3 separate regions of the Mus musculus genome follow, and all the other regions are linked to region 3. Evidence: chromatin contacts called from public promoter capture Hi-C data. All regions are on one chromosome and are shown on one strand. The core of a region is the stretch at or near the end of the contact, and the rest is flanking DNA. Distances in the headings are between cores, read along the strand shown. Region 1 holds the start of Swsap1 (SWIM type zinc finger 7 associated protein 1). Region 2 holds the start of Rp9 (retinitis pigmentosa 9 (human)). Region 3 holds the start of Zfp426 (zinc finger protein 426).

What was found. Promoter capture Hi-C pulls out the DNA fragments that hold promoters and counts their contacts.
Region 1: a contact with region 3 is called in a promoter capture Hi-C map of erythroid cells, with 11 times the contacts expected there. The contact joins the promoter of Swsap1 here to the promoter of Zfp426 in region 3. A contact is called at or near these places in 2 of 39 promoter capture datasets (erythroid cells and liver).
Region 2: a promoter capture Hi-C map of erythroid cells shows a contact between it and region 3, with 6 times the contacts expected there. The contact joins the promoter of Rp9 here to the promoter of Zfp426 in region 3. A contact is called at or near these places in 4 of 39 promoter capture datasets (erythroid cells, liver and pre-B cells).

Annotation. Positions count from the first base shown.
Region 1 is chr9:21,954,343-21,958,459 of GRCm38.p6, reverse strand. Swsap1 (SWIM type zinc finger 7 associated protein 1) reads right to left here and starts at 2,707. Exons shown (of 2, transcript NM_025870.1): 1 at 2,456-2,707; 2 at 190-1,783. The coding sequence starts at 2,698. The coding sequence ends at 1,190. Gm45914 (predicted gene, 45914) reads left to right here and starts at 2,454. Exons shown (of 1, transcript NR_132099.1): 1 at 2,454-3,176.
Region 2 is chr9:22,465,777-22,469,675 of GRCm38.p6, reverse strand. Rp9 (retinitis pigmentosa 9 (human)) reads left to right here and starts at 1,320. Exons shown (of 6, transcript NM_018739.2): 1 at 1,320-1,602. The coding sequence starts at 1,475.
Region 3 is chr9:20,490,273-20,494,264 of GRCm38.p6, reverse strand. It overlaps Zfp426 (zinc finger protein 426), which reads left to right and starts at 1,519. Exons shown (of 9, transcript NM_001110309.1): 1 at 1,519-1,567; 2 at 1,814-1,879.

The sequences.
Region 1 (4,117 bases), core at 1,458-3,957, 1.5 Mb before region 3:
CTCTGCCTGGACCTAGGACATGGAAATAAACAGCTAGCACTGAATTTTTGGATCTGGCGACATGAAGACAGACATAATGGTCAGTGTATATGTCACTAGCTGTCAATACACACTGCTCCAAAACTTAGTGTCATATCCACTGTTGATCTCCTGCCGGACAGAAAACCCAAGTACACAGACCACCAGAGTCCAATGTGGTGAACCAATAGAGCTTTACTAGGCTTATGTTCAGGAATATGGGTGAGGGTTTTTCACGGGAGTGGAAATGACTCAGACAGATAGAGAACCAAGGCTGTCACAGTGAGAGGATTCCCAACCACGGGGCTCTCCTCCAGCTCCCTAGTTTGTTTTTGTCTTTGAGGCAGGGTCTATGTAGCCCTGGTTGGTCTGGAACTTGCCACGTAGAGCAGGCTGTTCTTAAACACATACGTACAGATCTACCTGCCTCTGTGCTAGGACTAAAGGCCTGTGCCATCACACCTGGCCCACTTTGGGTTTTGGAGACAGGGTCCAGTGTGAGCCAGCATCGCTTCCCACACCTTATGTAGCCAAGGATAGCCTTGCACTTGTGATCTCCCACCTCTCCCTCCCTAAGCTGGCCTGTCCTAAGCAAGCTAAATGTGTGCATACTCTATGTGGAGTGGATCCACTCCGAACTGTACACCCTAAATACATGTGCAAGGTCATGTGGATGACTACGTAAGCCAACACATAGAGGTAACTGGGATACGGGCACCCAAGGAATGTGCAAGAGGAGCCAAGAACAGGAGCATACTCGATAGGCCCCGCCCTCAAGAGATGAGGCTGTAGGATCAGGAGTTCAAGGACAGCCTCAGCTAAGGATCTAGTTTGAGGCTGGCCTGACTTAGAGAGCCTGCCTGGATAAAAAATGCAGCAGATAAAAAGACCTGCACTAGGAAACATGGCTGAATCTCATTGACAACGGTGAGTGGGCAAAGGAAGGCTCTGCTGGCCTTACTTATCTTAAAGGTCTCATTACTAATTTATCATTAGTGTGGAGGGCTGTGTGTTTCCACCCAAATGTGGAGGTCAGAAGACAACTTGCAGGAGTCAGTTCTTTCTACCACGAGGGTCCCGGGAATCAGTCAAATTACCGTGCCTGTTGCCAAGGGATCTTGCCAGCCCTGATGACAATAATGCTAGTTTATAAACAGAAAATCTACATTTTTCAGGTCTTTGAATCTGCACCTGTCTCTGAAGTAAGTATCCCATCCAAGGGAGACCCAGGACCAGGGAGGTTGTCACATCCCAAAGTTAAGGACTGGCTTCCAGCACTTGAATCTTTCTTCTCTGGGCTGAGCTTAGAAGCCTGGGCAAGCCATGGGGTGACCTTCATCTCTCCACAGGGTAAGAAACTCACTGACCACTCTGTCCTAGGGCTCAGTTTGCCCAACTCTAGGCTGGCTCGAAGGCAGCAATGCTGTCCCAAGCCTAGGGCATCTGGCTGCAACCAGCACTGTGCAGGAAAATATCGCTTAAGTAATGGCAGATGTGGGGCATCGGCCTCTGCTTCTTTCTGGGTTTCAAGGGCCACAACAAGCCCACAACTGCCATTGGCTCCAAGACGGTGGCTAAAGAAGGCAGCAGTATCCAGAAGCAATGCAGCCAAGTAGGCGGCTTCCTGGGCACTGGGATCCTCTGCGAGATATTCTTCCAGGCCGTCCAGGAGTAGAAGGGATGGGGTCGGTGCTGGGGCCTCATGGGCAGAGGCCAGCAGCTGGAGAAGCTCTTGAATTGAGGATGGGTACTGGAAACGAACCTTCTAGAAGATAGGAAAAGGCTAGACTTAATATAGGAGGTCAAAACTCCCTATTATGGCTACCTCACTTCTATACTTTCCGGTCTAGGCTCTCATGGTCCATATATAAAGTTCCAGGATGAAGCACCAGCTCAAATACTTCACCCTTGTCACCTGCCCTTCTCCAGCAGTTGTCACTGCTCAAGATTATTTAAGGAAAAAACATTTTTTTTCTTTAATACAGGGCCTCATGTGACCCAGGATGATCGCAAACGCGTTTTGTAGCCAAGGATGGCCTGACACTTCTGAGAACTGAATCCCAGGCATATATTATCAAGTCTGGTTAAAGGGATAGAAAGAACCCAGGGCTTCGCGCATGTTAGGTAAATTCTCTGTTCAGTTAATCCCAGTCCGTATTTTTTTGTTGTTGTTTTTGGTGGTTTGTTTTGGTTTGTCACCCATGCTCACCAATGCCGCCCGACCACAGGACGGTCTTTCACTTCATCTTAACTAAACCCGCACTGTCCCGTCCCACGACCCTACTCCGCCTCTTCCACCCACCACTTCCACAGACGCTTTATGACGATTTAGTTGTGAATCTACGATTCACGCTGCCATTTGCCTATCGAACTGTCACTCAGGCGCGAACTAGCCCGCCATTGGGTAACGCATTGCCAGGTCCAGCCCTCCGTTTACCTGGAGCCGCCAATGCTCTCGCGCTGTGGGTGTACTGAGCGGCAGGCTCTGAAGGGGCCTTCGCGTCACGAAGAGGACGGACCCGCGGCCTTCCCCTGCCGCCTCAAGGGCGGCTGCAAACAGCAGCGACGTCTGCGCAGAGCGCGGAGCGCCGAGCAACAGCAATGGCGGCCCGGCAGCGCCATCCTCTCCTGGCCTTGCCGCGCAGCCGGCATTCAGCACCCGCCTCAGCGCCTCCGCCATTTGCTGAGTGCCGCTGACCAATCAAAAGCGATATCTCATCTTGGGCCCGCCCACACAGAGGCCTCATTGGCTATAGTTCACAGACTAAGTTCGTCGCTGGAGCTGTCAGCCAATGATCAAAACACGGAGCGTGGAGGAAGTGGGTACTTTGAGGGAATTGCTGCAAGAAGCCGTGTGATCGATTAAAAGGAAAGGAAGGTCGAGGGTCCAAACGTGCTCCAAAGAGACGCCCAGGCTCTAGGTCGGAGCTGTAGAGAATGGCTCAGTCGTTACGAGCACTGGCTGCTCCTCCAAAAGACCCGGGTTCAGTTCCCACCATCTACTAGGTGATTCACAGCCATGCACAAGTACAGTGTGAGGGAATCCGACGCCCTCTTCTGGACTCCGCGGACACGTGGCACCCATATATTTATGGCCCCGCGCTTATACACACACTCATGTAAAAATAAATCTAAACATTAAAAAAAGTAGAAGCCGGTCGGTGGTGTCGCGCACCTTTAATTCCAGTACTTGAGTGGCAGAGGCAGGTGAATCTCTTAAGATCAAGGCCAGTCTAGAGAAACCGTCTCAAAAAAAAAAAAAAAAAAAAGTAGGTTCCCTTAGATATATATTGAGGTTTGCAACCAGCCTGAGTTACATGAGCACCTATCTTTAAAAATAATAATAATGATGATGATAACCAGACTTTTAGCTTGCCCACCTGCAAAATGAATATTGTGATTCCATGTGATCATTGTAATGCGTTGGTGTGAACAATTGCTGATGTCACCGAAGCAAAGTTCACAGAGACCTGTTTGCTTGTCTCTGCATAGTTGAATATGGGGAATTTTATTTTTTGGTAGGGTCCCAGACATTTTAGCCTGTGCCACTATGATAAGTTAATACAAGGCTGGGGGTGAAATTCGGGGTTTTGTCCATGCTGAGCAGGCACTCTGCCCTCCATGGGGGGAGGGGTGATTACATTTATTTAGTTGGTGTGAGTGTGTATATACTCCCATTGACACAGAGTGCATGCACTCTGAGGACAACTTCTGGGATGGGATGCAGTTCTTTCTACCCCACCATGTGTGTCCCCTGGATGACAGATTTTTAAAAAAAGATTTATTTATTTATTTTATGTATATGAGTGCTCTGTCTTCATGTACACCTACATGACAGAAGAGATCATCAGATTCCATTGTAGATGGTTGTGAGCCACCATGTGGTTGCTGGGAATTGAACTCAGGACCTCTGGAAGAGCAGTCAGTGTTTTTTAACCGCTGAGCCATCTCGCCAGCCCCTGGATGACAGATCTTCAGGGCTGGTGGCAAGAGTCCTCTAAGCCATCTCACTGGCCCCGATTTCTGGGATTTTTTAAAAATCTTTTTTTGTGTGGGCGTGTGCAGGATTACCTGTGCCACCTAGCGTGTGGAGGTCAGT
Region 2 (3,899 bases), core at 71-2,570, 2.0 Mb before region 3:
TGCAAGACAATGATTGAAATAACCAATCATAACATGGTTTGACCAATATTTAATTGTTGGTAGCTGATCCCTGCCTCAAATCTTCCCCTCCTTACATCCTAAAACCTCGTGCCAGTTATCTGGAAATAGGCTGTGAAACTCATCTCTATTTTCTCAGTGTGGGCCACAGTGATTAGTATCCTTTTGTTGCCCCTCCCGCACTGGGAGTCAGGCTCTGCTTATGGCTGGTAGAATTAGCAGCAGGTGGTGCACACCTTTAATCCAGGCACTTGGGAGGAAGAGGCAGGCGGATTTCTGAGTTCGAAGCCAGCCGGGTCTACAGAGTGAGTTCCAGGACAACCAGGGCTACACCCTGACTCGAAAAACCAAAATAATAATAATAATAATAATAATAATAATAATAATAATAATAATAATAAATAAATAAAACAAGCAAACAAAAAAGATTTAGCAGCACAGACCAGATTGAACTCATAGAGAACTGCCTGCCTCTGCTGAGTACCAAAATGCCAGCCTAATACCTTTCTTTCTTTTTCTCGGTCGTTCCTCTTTGCTACCTTTGGATAAGTGTAGAGACCTAACTTGGAACGCTCCGAGTGGAGCTTCCGGCCTGAGACACCGCTTATAGGAGCAAAGGAGGAAGAGCAAGTTTTAAAAAAGGATGCTCCTCTGCAGGATACTGTGTGTCTGCTTTTATTTTTTATTTGCATCACCAAAAATCTTGGTATAAAATATTATGAATATATTGGTCTGTGTTTTTACTACGAATTCGCATAGTCTGGGAAACTGAAGATTTTATAGAGAACGTTGTTTTCTTCCCAGAATGGATGAATCCATAGGTAACAAGTAGCAGCCAAAAGGCTTTTAGTTTAGAAGGCCATACTGCTTTTGCAGAGAACCAGAGTTCGGTTCCCAGCATAGGGTGGCTCATATAGCCCACAGTTCCAATTCTAGAGAGCCATCGTCCTCTTCTGAATTCTGGGCAACTACCGAACTCCACCCCTGCACCACCACCCCAAATATATACGTAGAAATAAAATCTTTTCTCTTTTTCCTTTGTAACAGGATCTCCCCAGGTCTCTGACTTTACTAGCTTGACCTCGTACTCACAGGTCAGTGTTTCTGCCTCCTGCGTGCTGATATTAAAGACCTTTGACACCTTGCCCACCCACAAATACTTAAAACCTTCATAATATAAAAAAAAAAAAAAAATAGAAAGCAACGAGTCGCAGAAGTGGGTGTGGCCTGCAGGCGACTTGGAGCACCCGGAAGCCCTCGGGCCCCGCCCGCCTTCGCCCCGCCCCGGCCCGCCCCGCCCCTCTCAGCTAAGGTTCCCGCAGGCCTCAGGGCCGCGGGGGCCTGGCTGCACGTTCCCTGTCGGCGTTCTGCGGCACGGGCCGGTGGGACGTTGGTGGGGTTGCGCTGCGGGGAGGAAGAGGCGACTTTCCACCTTCTAAGCCCGCCTCGGGTCGCGATGTCGTCCGGGGCCGGGTCTCGGCGGCCGCGGGAGCCGCCGGAGCACGAGCTGCAGCGGCGGCGGGAGCAGAAACGGCGGCGGCACGACGCGCAGCAGCTGCAGCAGCTCAAGCACCTGGAGTCCTTGTGAGTCGGCTGGGCCGGGTGCGGGCGGTGCGGGCCGCCGCCGACGGGTGGGCGTCGCGGCCTGGCGAGCCCCCGGCTCCCTCTGCTCGAGGGCGGCGGAAGGACGCGAGGAGGGAGGCCGGCCACTGTCCCCGCCACGGCGACCGTGGCAATGGCAGTTGACGCGTCCGGAAGCCGAGCTCGGAGCCCCTGGGGGTCGAAGGACGCCAGCCTCTGTCCACTACCACGGACGGCATCGGCGGGAAGCTCAGGGTGGAAACTGCGGGAGACGCGCGGGAAGGCAGCGGACCCGCAGCCGGGCCTGAGGGTGGAGCCCGATGACCTGCGACGACTGTAGTGTAGAGTCGCATGTAGGTGAGGGAAGGTGGCGGGCCTCCCGTCCACAAACTAAACCGAGGTAAAAGTCAGAACCGGGGAGGAGAGGTTTGGGGACGCTGAGCGTGGTGAGGACAGGACATTGTAGGAGACTGTAGAAGATGTTTGTTATGCAGACATTTCGTGTGTGTGTTTGAAGACAAGTTTCCCTGTGTGTATCTTATGCAAACAAGTCTCCGTGTGTGTGTGTGTGTGTGTGTGTGTGTGTGTGGTGTGTGTGTGTGTGTGTGTGCGCGCGCGCGCGCCTGCATATTACCTCACCTGCCCGCCACCTTTGATCATTTTATCTATGCTTGACACATCACTGGCACATTGTTTGTGTGTTATTTTCTTCTTTCAGTGATGGTGTTTCAGTATGGAGTTTTCCCTCTTATATGCCCACAACCCCAGGCATCCTGTTCGTGTCTAAGACAAGGAAGGGCTCATGAGCCTCCCACCTTAGACTAGAGCGCCCTCTTAAATTAAATTTCTCTACATGTGACCTCCTTCACCTAGGAAATTTTCACACTACTGCATGAGTATGGGTATGTAAAATAGGGGATACAAGTCAAACACTTACTGATAATAAGACATAAGGAAATGTGTTTAAAGCAGTTCTTATATATGCAGTTTTACCATTGATTAAAAACAAAAGCAAAATTGAATACTAATGAGATAGATTACTTGTTTATTTTTACACAATTTAATCTTGGCTGCATATTTGAATGATGAAGGATGTAGAACATCTTCAACATTTTTCAGAATGATTTTATATTTTGATTTTATAATTGTTGAAGCTTTCACACCACTGTCACTATGCATAAGTACATAGAATATACGATAATAGTAGGAGTATGTTTAGGGCCATTTCAGAAATTGTTGCAAATTTGATCCTAACCAAAAAAAAAAAAATTGAACATTTTTTAAAAAGATTTATTTAAGTACATGAGTACACTGTAGCTGTCTTTAGACAGACCAGAAGAGGACATCAGATTTCATTATGGATGGTTGTGAGCCACCATGTGGTTGCTGGGATTTGAACTCAGGACCTCTGGAAGAGCAGTCAGTGCTCTTATCCTCTGAGCCATCTCTCCAGCCCCTAATTGAACATTTTTTAAAAGATCTATTTATTATGAATATCTTGCCTGCACGTATGTACTTGCATCTCCTGCATGCCTGGTGCCCGATGAAGCCAGAAGACTTCATTGAACCCCTTGGGACTGGACTTGTAGTTGTGAGCAGCCATGTGGGTGCTGGGACCCAAACTTGGGCCCTCTGCCAGAGCAACAAGTACTCTTAACCACTGAGACATCTCTCCAGCACCACGGGACAGTTCTGTATGAAACGTAAGGCAGCAACATTAGCGGCATTTTTAAAATCAGATATTCTGGGCCAGCAAGATGGCAAAGCCCTGCTGCCAAGCCTGATAACCAGGGTTCAATGCCCAGGACCCACAGAGTAGAAGGCAGGAACAGACTCCTGACTTCTAACCTTTACACATGTGCCTTGGCACATATGTGCGCTCACACTTACGTGCACACTAAATAAATAAGTATATAAAAATGTAATGTAATAAAATATTCTAGCACAGTACTACTTGAAAGTAATACTAACTTAATGCTTACAACCCAGCAATGATAATGGGAATATACTGGAAGCCTTTGTTTTTCATGATTAAACCATCACCAGTATTAAAACCTGCTTCTTCGGAATTCCAGCATATACCACAGATGAGCTCAGACATCCAGCCTTGTAGAGGGAACTGCTAGCAGCTTCTCAGAATAGCCTTTGCAGTTTGCTGACGCCTCTCCTGGAAGCATAGAGAGCACTGAAAGCCCAGAGTGAGCTATTGAGAAGCATGCATTTGATGATCTGATCCACCCACCGTGAGGAACAAGGGATTTAGTGCTCAGGCTCGGGCAGGGGTTACACTGTACGTAAAA
Region 3 (3,992 bases), core at 270-2,769:
AGCTCCTGCTTCCTGACCTGCTTGAGTTCCAGTCCAGTGTGGAATTGTAAGCTGAAACCCTTCCCTCCCCAACTTGCTTCTTGGTCATGATGTTTGTGCAGGAATAGAAACCCTGACACTAAGACAAGCAGTTAGTGCTCTTAACCGCTGAACCATCTCTCCAGCCCACACCCCAGTTCCTTTCTTTAAAAAAAATTTTTTTTTTTTTTTGCCAGCTGGGCAACATGACCCTGGGTCAGATCTATTTGAAAAGAACAACACTGGTGTACTTAAATAATCTTGGCAATATTTTTGTGTAAATAACCCATCTGACCAAGTGGCTAGACTTGTAGTCTCCTGTCTCTTAAATTGTTCAAAGTCTAATCAGGGGCTGGGACCTAGAGGTTTTAAGGATGAGTGTGTGTAAAATGCCTAACTCTAAGGTATATATAATTACATTTGAGGTCAACTCATATTTGGCCATGTGCTTTAGTAAAGAGCTTTTCCTTGAGCTCTAAGTGTGCAGTAAGAAAGTCTGCCTTTTCACTGAGAAGTCATACTGGCATATTGTTTCTGAAGCAACGCAAGCCCCTGGTTGAGCAAGTTCATGGCAGAGAGGGTAAATGGGTCTCTTGACAAACTGATCTTGCATCCTGTAATAGATCAGGGCCATAAATGCTTTTACTTTCGTCAGAAAGTGATTATAGCTTCATTTCTCTTTGACTCGCATTGACCAACAGATGTCAGCAGAATTCAGCCTAGTAACATTACAGTTTTCAGCCTCTCAACTGTTGCGTGGTTAAACTGGCTCTTCATTCATGTTATTAGGGACCATCAGTAACCAGGAGTGTCGAATCTGAGTGACTGGGCATTTTTCCTGTGACTTGAGATGACAAAAACCCGGATTTGAGCTTACTGTTTGCTTAGGGCATTCAATAGAACCGGGGACTTGGGAAAACAGTTGCTGGGAAAGATGCAGATACGCGGTTAAGACGAGTTCAAGACCCACCCAGTAACTACTTCAGGATTCTCAGTCAGAAACCCAGTTATTTCCATTGGGCTCCTGAGGCTGGTGGAATGGGCTTAGGTAGGGTAAATCTGTTGAAGCACCCTTTATGGTCGCAGCCTACGAAATACAATTTCAACATCTTGAGAGGTCTAGATGATTACGGAAGCGAGACTGCCTTCTGTTTCCTACTGGACTAGGGTGCACTAGAAAGCAAGGGTTCTAAGAATGCAGCGATGGCAGGCAAAAAAATTTCCTGAGCGGACGCTGGGTACCCACAAGAAACCCTGTGGTTAAAGGACTTACTGGTCCTGGCACCACCGTTGCCCGGCTCACAGCCTGGATTCTAATTCTGTCTTGTCCTGGAGACCAGCGTCGGCCTCCAGCTCCCGCGGTGAAGCCCTTACAGCCCCTCCGCCCTGACACTGCGGAGAAACTAGAAATCTGACAGGAATTCAACCGAGGTAGACTCCCGGGCCTGGCTCTGCAGCAGACCGAGCGCGAGCGGAAGTGACGTCATGCCCGCGCCCGTCTCTTCCGGCTCTTATCTGCACTGAAGAGTTGCGGAGTTGCCTGGCATTCGTGAGTTCTGCGGTACAAGGACTACCTGGAGGCGGAGGGGGAGATAGAGAACGAGAGTGCAGAGCTCTGCTCCGCTTGCCACGGCGCCTCCGGGCGCGGCCAAGCCTGAGTCCTCTCTGGCTGTCAGTCGCCAGGCTGGGGAAGTGCCCAGAGGGCGGGCCTGGCGATGGCTGCGGCTACGATGCTGCTCTTCAAAAGCCGCCCAAGCAAATTCTGTGCGAAAGGCTCTTTTATTTTTCTCCTCAGAAATGAAATTTTGCCGGAGTAGTTGGAGTGATCAGCGCCATACACCTTGCGATTTCAGCGCCTCTGGTGAGCACTCAGTGAAAGGTCGCTTTTGGAAAAAGCCGTATTCCCTTTTAAAAAAATATTAGAGACGAATGTCGGGGTGAGAACTTAATTCATATTGTTAGATTGTACTTTATTTAGTGAGTGCGTGTTTTATTTTGACCATTAGTTTCAGATACAGAGACAAATTTCTTAGTTACTTCGAATGTACGTCTTTCTTGAGAGAATATAAACATTGGTAGACCTCCAGCCCATTCATAAAAACCTAGCGGGCAAGCCTTTACTCACGGCACACAGGTGGCAAAAGGATTTCTGTGAGTTCTTGGCTAGTCTGGTGTACAAAATGAGTTCCAGGCCAACCAGTGCTACGTGGTGAAATACTGTATTTATTAAAAAACAAACAAGCAAAAACCTAACAAACAATAATAGTGAGCTTTTTTCCACCTCCAAAGTTCCTAGGCCTGTGTTTGTTTCCTCATCCCTTTATCTCTCTGTGCTAGTGGTCCATTCAGGGCCTTGTGCGTGATACACATACTTTTCTCTTCGTTCTTAGATCTGTTCATCACTAAACTGCTTGGAGCTCACAGAAGAAATGTGGAAAGCTAGATTATTAAAAATCATAGAATTAACTATTAAGAAGATTGATAAATTAGTGTTCTCTCCCCAACAATCCCCCCCCCCCCATTTCTCTTTTTAAAAAAAACTTAGACGTACTAGCATATTTGATGGTCCAGTATCTGTTATGCTGCAGTCACCTCTTGCAGCAGTCCGTGTCTACTCTTTCCCCAGCAAGATATATTGTATGGTGACTTGTTTGCTAAGATGTAAACTGAAAATAAAGGGCAACATGGTAGCACATAGCAGTGATCTCAGGAGTTGGAGCAATAGGAACATGATTTCTTTTCTTTTCTTTCTTTCTTTTTTTAGATTTATTTATTTTATATATGTGACCACACTGTCACTGTCTTCAGACACACCAGAAGAGGGCATCAGATCTCATTGTAGATGGTTGTGAGCCACCATGTGGTTGCTGGGATATGAACTCAGGACCTCTGGAAAAGCAGCCAGTGCTCTTAACCACTGAGCCATCTCTCCAGCCCCAGAACATGATTTCTATGCCAGGATAGTTACATAGTTTCAGGCCAGTCCAGTCTGCATAGTTATACCCCTATCTCCGAATAAACAATAATAGATACAACACTTGACTGTTAAATACTTGGTAATGTACCACCTAGATTAGGACATTGTCTTACTGAAAGCAAAATATTATTAGATTCAATCAAGAAAATTAAAGAATAGAGTTATTTGGGTATTCAGCTCAGTTGATAGAGTGTTTGTGTGTTATCCACAGACCCCTAGGTTCAGTTCCTAGTACCACATAAACTGAGTGCAGTAGCTCACTTGATTTTGATCCCAGCTCTCTGCGGATAGAAGCTGGAGCATTAGGAGTTCAGGGTCAGCCTCGGTCACATAGTAGGTTGTAGGCCAGCCTGAACCACATGATCTTGTCTTTACAAAAGAAAAGAAGGAAATCAAGAACTGGCTGAGGATATAGCTCAGGAATAGAATACTTGCCTACCATGTATGAAGCCCCAGTTCAATTCCCAGCACCACAAAAATACATACATACATACATACATAAAATGATGCATGTGATATCTGATCTATAAACATTCAGAATTCTCCACATTGTTTTAAAAAGCGGCAACAAGCTTCTGGATGTTTGGAGGTATGTGATCCTTTCAAGCTTTCTATATTGTGCTGGGCTTGGTGGCAGATACCTGCAGTCCCAAGAACTGAGAGGTAAGGTCGTGTGCTCTAGGTTAGAGGACACGTGCATTTTATTTTGACATACACTAATTTTTTTTCTCTTTCCCCTGCTCTCTCAATTTCCCCTGGTCTAGCAATTTATTTACAACTTATTCTGGGGAAAATAAGAAACAGATTTTTAGTTGTAACTGCAAGGCATTTGTTTTGGAAAAGGGAAATCACTTGGCCACTTCATGGTAAATACTCAGCTGTATTCTCAGAAGCAGTAGTTGCATGGGTGACACACCTGGAATCCCAGGACTTGGGAACTGAGGCAGAGAAATCATTGAGTGATATAAATCTGTAATCCCAGTGCCTGGGAAAGTGA